Regions from separate parts of the Gossypium hirsutum genome. Here region 2 is linked to region 1. Evidence: chromatin contacts called from public Hi-C data. All regions are on one chromosome and are shown on one strand. Each heading gives the region's core, a stretch centred on a gene start, on an enhancer-like site or on the middle of the called end of the contact. The rest is flanking DNA. Distances are from core to core; before and after follow the strand shown. Region 1 holds the start of LOC107929570 (protein DOWNY MILDEW RESISTANCE 6). Region 2 has its middle 21 kb from the start of LOC107929466.

Region 1 (2,874 bases), core at 102-2,601:
AGAAGGGGACCAATAGGGGGAAAATTCAAGAGAGGGGACTTGACTTTTCCTTTGATATGTAGTATGCTTTATGACTTGGTTAATTAGCAAAAGGAAGAACACTAAAATTCCACCTTTAAGGTCACCTTAAAAAGTACTAAAATCTACCAAGAAAATATCTTGAGATATTTTGTAGGGACAAAGGAAAAAAAATTGATATGAGTTATGATCAATCGAATATAAAATCAATTATACGGTACTAAAGTTTCAGAACATTCAGAAGATCTTATTTAAATTTAAAAAATTCAAAAAAATACCTTATCAGTTTTATTTTATCACGTGCTCAAATCAAGTAAGAGAAAAATTAAAAGACTCGTACTGTGATTCCATGCATAATGTCAAAGAGATTATTTAAATGATGTTAGGTTGTTACTCCTTTGAAGAAACATAAATAATGCATTTAATACTCAACTTATAGTTGAATCATATCATTAGAACGTGCATGACAGAAACAATGGAAATGACAAATGGGTCTAATTAGAGCATCGATTTTCAATATTTTATAGCCATTGTTCAAAGAGAAAAAGGGTGAGGCAAAACCAGTATATGCGAGGAAGAAGAAGATGACGGACTTACTTGAAAGGAGGAGGATTTGAAGGCCACTCAGGGACATATTTGTGAAGAGGGTAGCAGTGTAATCTTAGATAATCTCTCCAGTTATGAACCTTCTCTTTATTCACATTAAAACTAGTGGAAAGTCTCATTGTTTTAGAAGGGTCATCGGAGTAAAGCTTCAGTTTCTCCTCTAATGGCAACTCAAAGAAATCATGTGCCACTTGCAACATTTTTTCAACTGTTTCTTTGGAAACTCCGTGATTAATTACCTGGAAAAATGGATAATACGATCGATGATTACAAAAAAACTAAAAAGGGAAAAAGACAGAGGCGATGATATTGAGAAAATTAATTTCATACCTGAAAAAATCCATACTGCATGCAGGCACGACAAATTTGTTGAATAATATGGGTTCTGTCCTCACACCCTAAATCGATAACAGGGACGTCTTCACATTCGGAGACTTCGGATAAACGGGGACGCTCCGATTCCGGTCTGACGTAACTTTCCGGTAAGTTAGAATATCGGATTCCAGAGGAAAGTACCTTTGTATCCATATCCCAAATCGGAATCCCCAAAAGGAAATACAAGAGAAGAGGGGCGACAGTGGAGACGAGGGAGTGTTGAGAGGTAAAGAGCAATATTTACTTACTTATTTCATTCAAGTTCATTGAAATGAATTGAGTACCCCATTTTCAAGCTCAAAATACACTTTTATTTATAGACCGTGGTGCAGGTGGCTCCATTGAAATCCTTCTTATTCTAATCTTTAGAAATACCTGATTTTATTCATTAATATTTAGGGTTTATTAAATAATATTAATATTGGTTAAAGTAATCAATTAAATATTAAAAATAATAAAAATTTTAAATATTTATATGGCCAACGGTTGAATCAGTAATTTAGTGGTAAAGAAATTTGTAAGTCGACATCCAAATTTAGAGTTCACACGTTGTGAAACACATTTTCTTCACGAATGTACCATAAATGAAAATAAAAATTTATGTCCTAATATTACCAAAAAAAATAAAGCAGTATCCAGTTTCAGCCCAACACTTGTCGAATTTTGGTTGCTACGGCTAATTAAACCTTAGGAGTTTAAATTTCTAACCTTAATTTTATTGTTTGATTGATCTTTTAATTTAATTTAAAACTATTATTATTTTACTCCAATTTTTTAAGGCTTTTTTCTTTTTCCCATTGTTTCTATCTATTTGTCAGTTTTTTTCAATTTCATCCGTTTTATACGCCAAAATAACAGCAACCTTTCGTGCTTGCTGTCGATTCTCTATTGATAGCATATTTTTAATAAGTCAGGAAATACAGAATATCCCATCTGTTTTACTTTTTCAATTCTACAAATTCGGTAAAGTTGTTAACGGGTAATTTATAAAAATAGTCATTTTTATTTATTTCATATTATATTTTAATTATTTATTTTTAAAATGTTACGTTTTAGTCACTTAAGTTATCATTTTATTACAAAATGCTCACTCCACTGTTAAGCTTCGTTATCTCCCTAACAGATATCTTACGTGACAATCCAAATTAATTTTATTTAATTAAAAACCTATTTTTATCCCAACAACTAGACATCGAAGATAGCATTTAAAATCTATTTATACTGCCACATAGAGAAGTAACGGAGCTTAACAGTAAAGTGATCACTCTATAACATAAGTGACTATTTTTATTATTTATCCAATTGTTAACACTATTATGTTAAATACATAACTACCAAATGAGTATTTCTTTTATTTTAAATTATCACACTAACAAATTTAACAAAAAATAATACTAGAATCTGAAATTTAAAATAAAAAAATAAAAAAAATTAAATTTATAAACATAAAAATCTAAAATCTATAAATAAAACATGAACTTGTAACATATTTTAACCTTTAAAAAATAAACTTCTCTCGCTACCACCTAAAATAAATCTATCGACCGACAAATAAATAAAAATTGGGTATTTTATTTGTCAAAGAATGATTAATAAATGTGCTAGTTTTTCTTTAAAGTCATAATTATATGGACCGAGTAAAATATAAATATGATGCATTTATATGGGTGGAGGAAAAATAAATATGAGGTCACAAATGGCTAACACCCCCCCCCCTATGCAACTTTTTTCTCTTTTCATCAACTTTCGTACACTGGGGATTAAATTATGAGATGCTTTTTTCCTCTCACCTCTATTCTTATTTTATTCATTAAATTATGAATAAATTTTTATTTCAATCACTTAATTAAAAAAAATTATAATTTAGTCATTATA
Region 2 (2,874 bases), core at 148-2,647, 45 kb after region 1:
AAATTTATGGAAGGGTATTTTTATAATTTTCTAATTAAATTGGTGATCGATTGGGAGTGATATCGACTCAATCAAAAGCTTAAATAATAGAAACTGATGAAAGTAATAAAATAAGCATAATAATATTAAAATAAAGCTTTATTTTAAGAAATTACTAATGCAATTTGTGTAAATTGAAATCTTACCATATGTATATTTTTATTAGTTTTTAAGTGAAAAAATTAAAACATCATCAAATAATATTACAAATTTTAATCATGAATAAACATTTCCATAACTTTATAACTAAATTGATGACCTAATTAAGCGTAACACCGACTCAACTAAAAACTTAACTAATAGTCTAACTATTTTAACACATGTGTATTAATATTTTTCTCTCATATTATTATATTAATAATAATAAAAAAATAGCATAAAAGTTACATATTTTGCAAATTGAAAAAACATTTAAACAAAATCTTCAAAAAGCAATAACTAAGAAAGTGGACAAGGAAAGGAAAAAGAGCATGTGCAATGTGTCATAATTAAAAAGAGATAGATCTCGATCTTTTAAGTAAAAGTCTGTCTTCCACCAAATCAAGATATGTATAATAATCCTATATATATTTGTGGGTTTAATTGGGTGATCACATAAAAAATATTTCAATTTTTTTCAGAATTATATTATAAAACTTTGAAAGGATTAAAAGTTTTTTTTTTTAATTTTGAAGGAACTAAATTATAAATTTATAATTTTTTATACCTTGGTGCTTCCCAAGTAAAAACAATTAAGTTTTAAAAAATAACATCAATAACAAAGTTTGGGAGTTAATTTCTATACTTAAAATTTATAGGTTAAATTCTCAGTTTGGCAGTTAGTGTTTGAACTTAAAAAGTTTTGCTAAAAAGAGTTAAAATTTATTCTTTCTATTTTTTTTTCAATTTAAAGATTTCAATCTATTAATCAATAATTTTATGAGTATTTTTCATTAAAATTTATCAATTTGACATATCGATTTTTACATAATGTGATATATGGTTAACAAAGAAAAAATTAATTAAACTAAAAAAGATTTAAAAAATACTAACACAATATTAGTGATTAGATTAGAATTTTAAATTGAAAGATATGAAAAAGTTGGAAGAAAAAAAGGTAAATAATAAATTTTATCAAAATATAAAGGTAAAAAATAAAATAAAAAAAATTGCTGGAGAATGTCATGTATTTCGGAAAGTGAAGAATGACCATTTCTTTTTTTTTTTTTTTAATAAGTGATTTGGATTAGATTATATGTGATCCCCGGCAATGCACGTGACTGAGTTCAAAATCCGAGTCAGATTTGACCATTTCAAATACAAAGGCATCTATCCAAAGCATCTGGTCAGGCTGCAGTGACTTTGGGGCGGTGCACGTGCCATGTAGGAATTATAATGGGCGGCTCCGACTGGGAAACGGACGGTTGATGATTGATGATTGAACCGAAGCCATTCAATTTCACTTTATTTGTTGGTACGTAAGTAATTTGACTGGGTCGGGGGGGGGCATGACTCATCAGTGTCAGCCTATAGGGACCCACTTTTCTTTTTTAGTCATTGATACGGAAAGTGGACGAGTTTATTCGAACATACACAACCTTATATTTTACGCTCACTATCGCAAGCAAATCTTCATCATTTTATTTTCATTTGTCCTGTACTCCACGTTGTGTAATTGTAATTGCCTTAATTACTTTATATAATCATATTAGTACAGTTTTGGTTCTCAAGTAATAATGGTTGAACTTGATATATCACAAAACAACCTCACTTTCAGAATAGTCTTGGGGACTAAACATAAGCGGATAAGTATTAAAATCTCATGAGGGGTCATCTCCTTCATGTTTTGTCCTTCTTTTATATCCTAATATGGTTTTTTCTATTATCAATTTCTTTTAATTGATTTAAGTATTAGAAAATATCTCACAGTATAAGTTTTGACACTTTCATAATTTAATTTTATCTTATAGAGAATTTAAGTTTATCTCAAAATTTGTCCTATTTTAGAATGATTGAAATAGTTGACATCATTTATGAGAGTTGAATAAAAATCCATGATTCAACTGTTGAAAAATATGGACATCACATATATAATAAAAATAATTATATATTATTATTTACTATTATGATAAGTTAGCTTAAATTAAAAGTGATCTAATTTGATTAAAGTTTTATTGAGCTTTAAATATTAAATAAAGTATAAGTCAAATATGTATAGATACTGTAGTTCTAATCAATTTCTAATGAATGATAGGCTAATTAGGAATTAGGGTTAATCTATCAAAGTTATATATGTTAGGGTTATGATCTTAAAATTACAGTTAAGATATCTTTAGGAAAGAGAGAGCAAATATTTTTTGTGTGCTAATTTAGAAGATCAAATCCCCAAGATCCGTAGATTTCAAGGAATTCATGGATTAAGGAATGCTTCCGCATCTAGTTTTGTTCTTGATCTATTCTTAATGATTTGACATGATAGATCCTAATTTATTAAGTTTTATTTTAGATTTATTTTACAATTCTAACAAGTGGCATTTGAGTTTCGTCATGTTCAATCGTTGAGAATGAATTGATTCTTTATTATTTTTGGATTGATTTGTTTTTCTTTTTTAAATTTAAATATAATCTAATTTAATATTTGCATATGATTTCGAAAGATGCAAGTTTATTTATTTATTTATAATCAATTGATAAAAATTAATTTGTGAGATTTCTTTCTCTTATTTTCGCACAATTATTTTATAAATTTTGGTTAAAGTCATTATTAGATTAAAGTTATAGACTTACAATTTTTTGCAATTGAAGAATTCCAATTGGATTGTATAATTGGTTTTGAAAGTTAATTCTCTTGATAAT

The links. Hi-C and Micro-C count contacts between places; a contact is called where the count stands out from the background.
Region 2: a Hi-C map of leaf shows a contact between it and region 1, with 2.9 times the contacts expected there. The contact joins the enhancer-like site here to the promoter of LOC107929570 in region 1. A contact is called at or near these places in 3 of 34 Hi-C or Micro-C datasets (callus and leaf).

Annotation. Positions count from the first base shown.
Region 1 is chrA12:106,385,925-106,388,798 of Gossypium_hirsutum_v2.1, forward strand. It overlaps LOC107929570 (protein DOWNY MILDEW RESISTANCE 6), which reads right to left and starts at 1,352. Exons shown (of 4, transcript XM_016861037.2): 1 at 955-1,352; 2 at 616-863. The coding sequence starts at 1,152.
Region 2 is chrA12:106,430,519-106,433,392 of Gossypium_hirsutum_v2.1, forward strand. No RefSeq gene overlaps it. Among protein-coding and RNA genes, the nearest start is that of LOC107929466, 21 kb to the right of the region's middle. Within about 2 kb of position 1,398, at least 4 of the 9 cell types and tissues checked have an H3K27ac peak or open chromatin away from gene starts, as enhancers often do. A contact at or near this core is called in leaf, where this site is marked.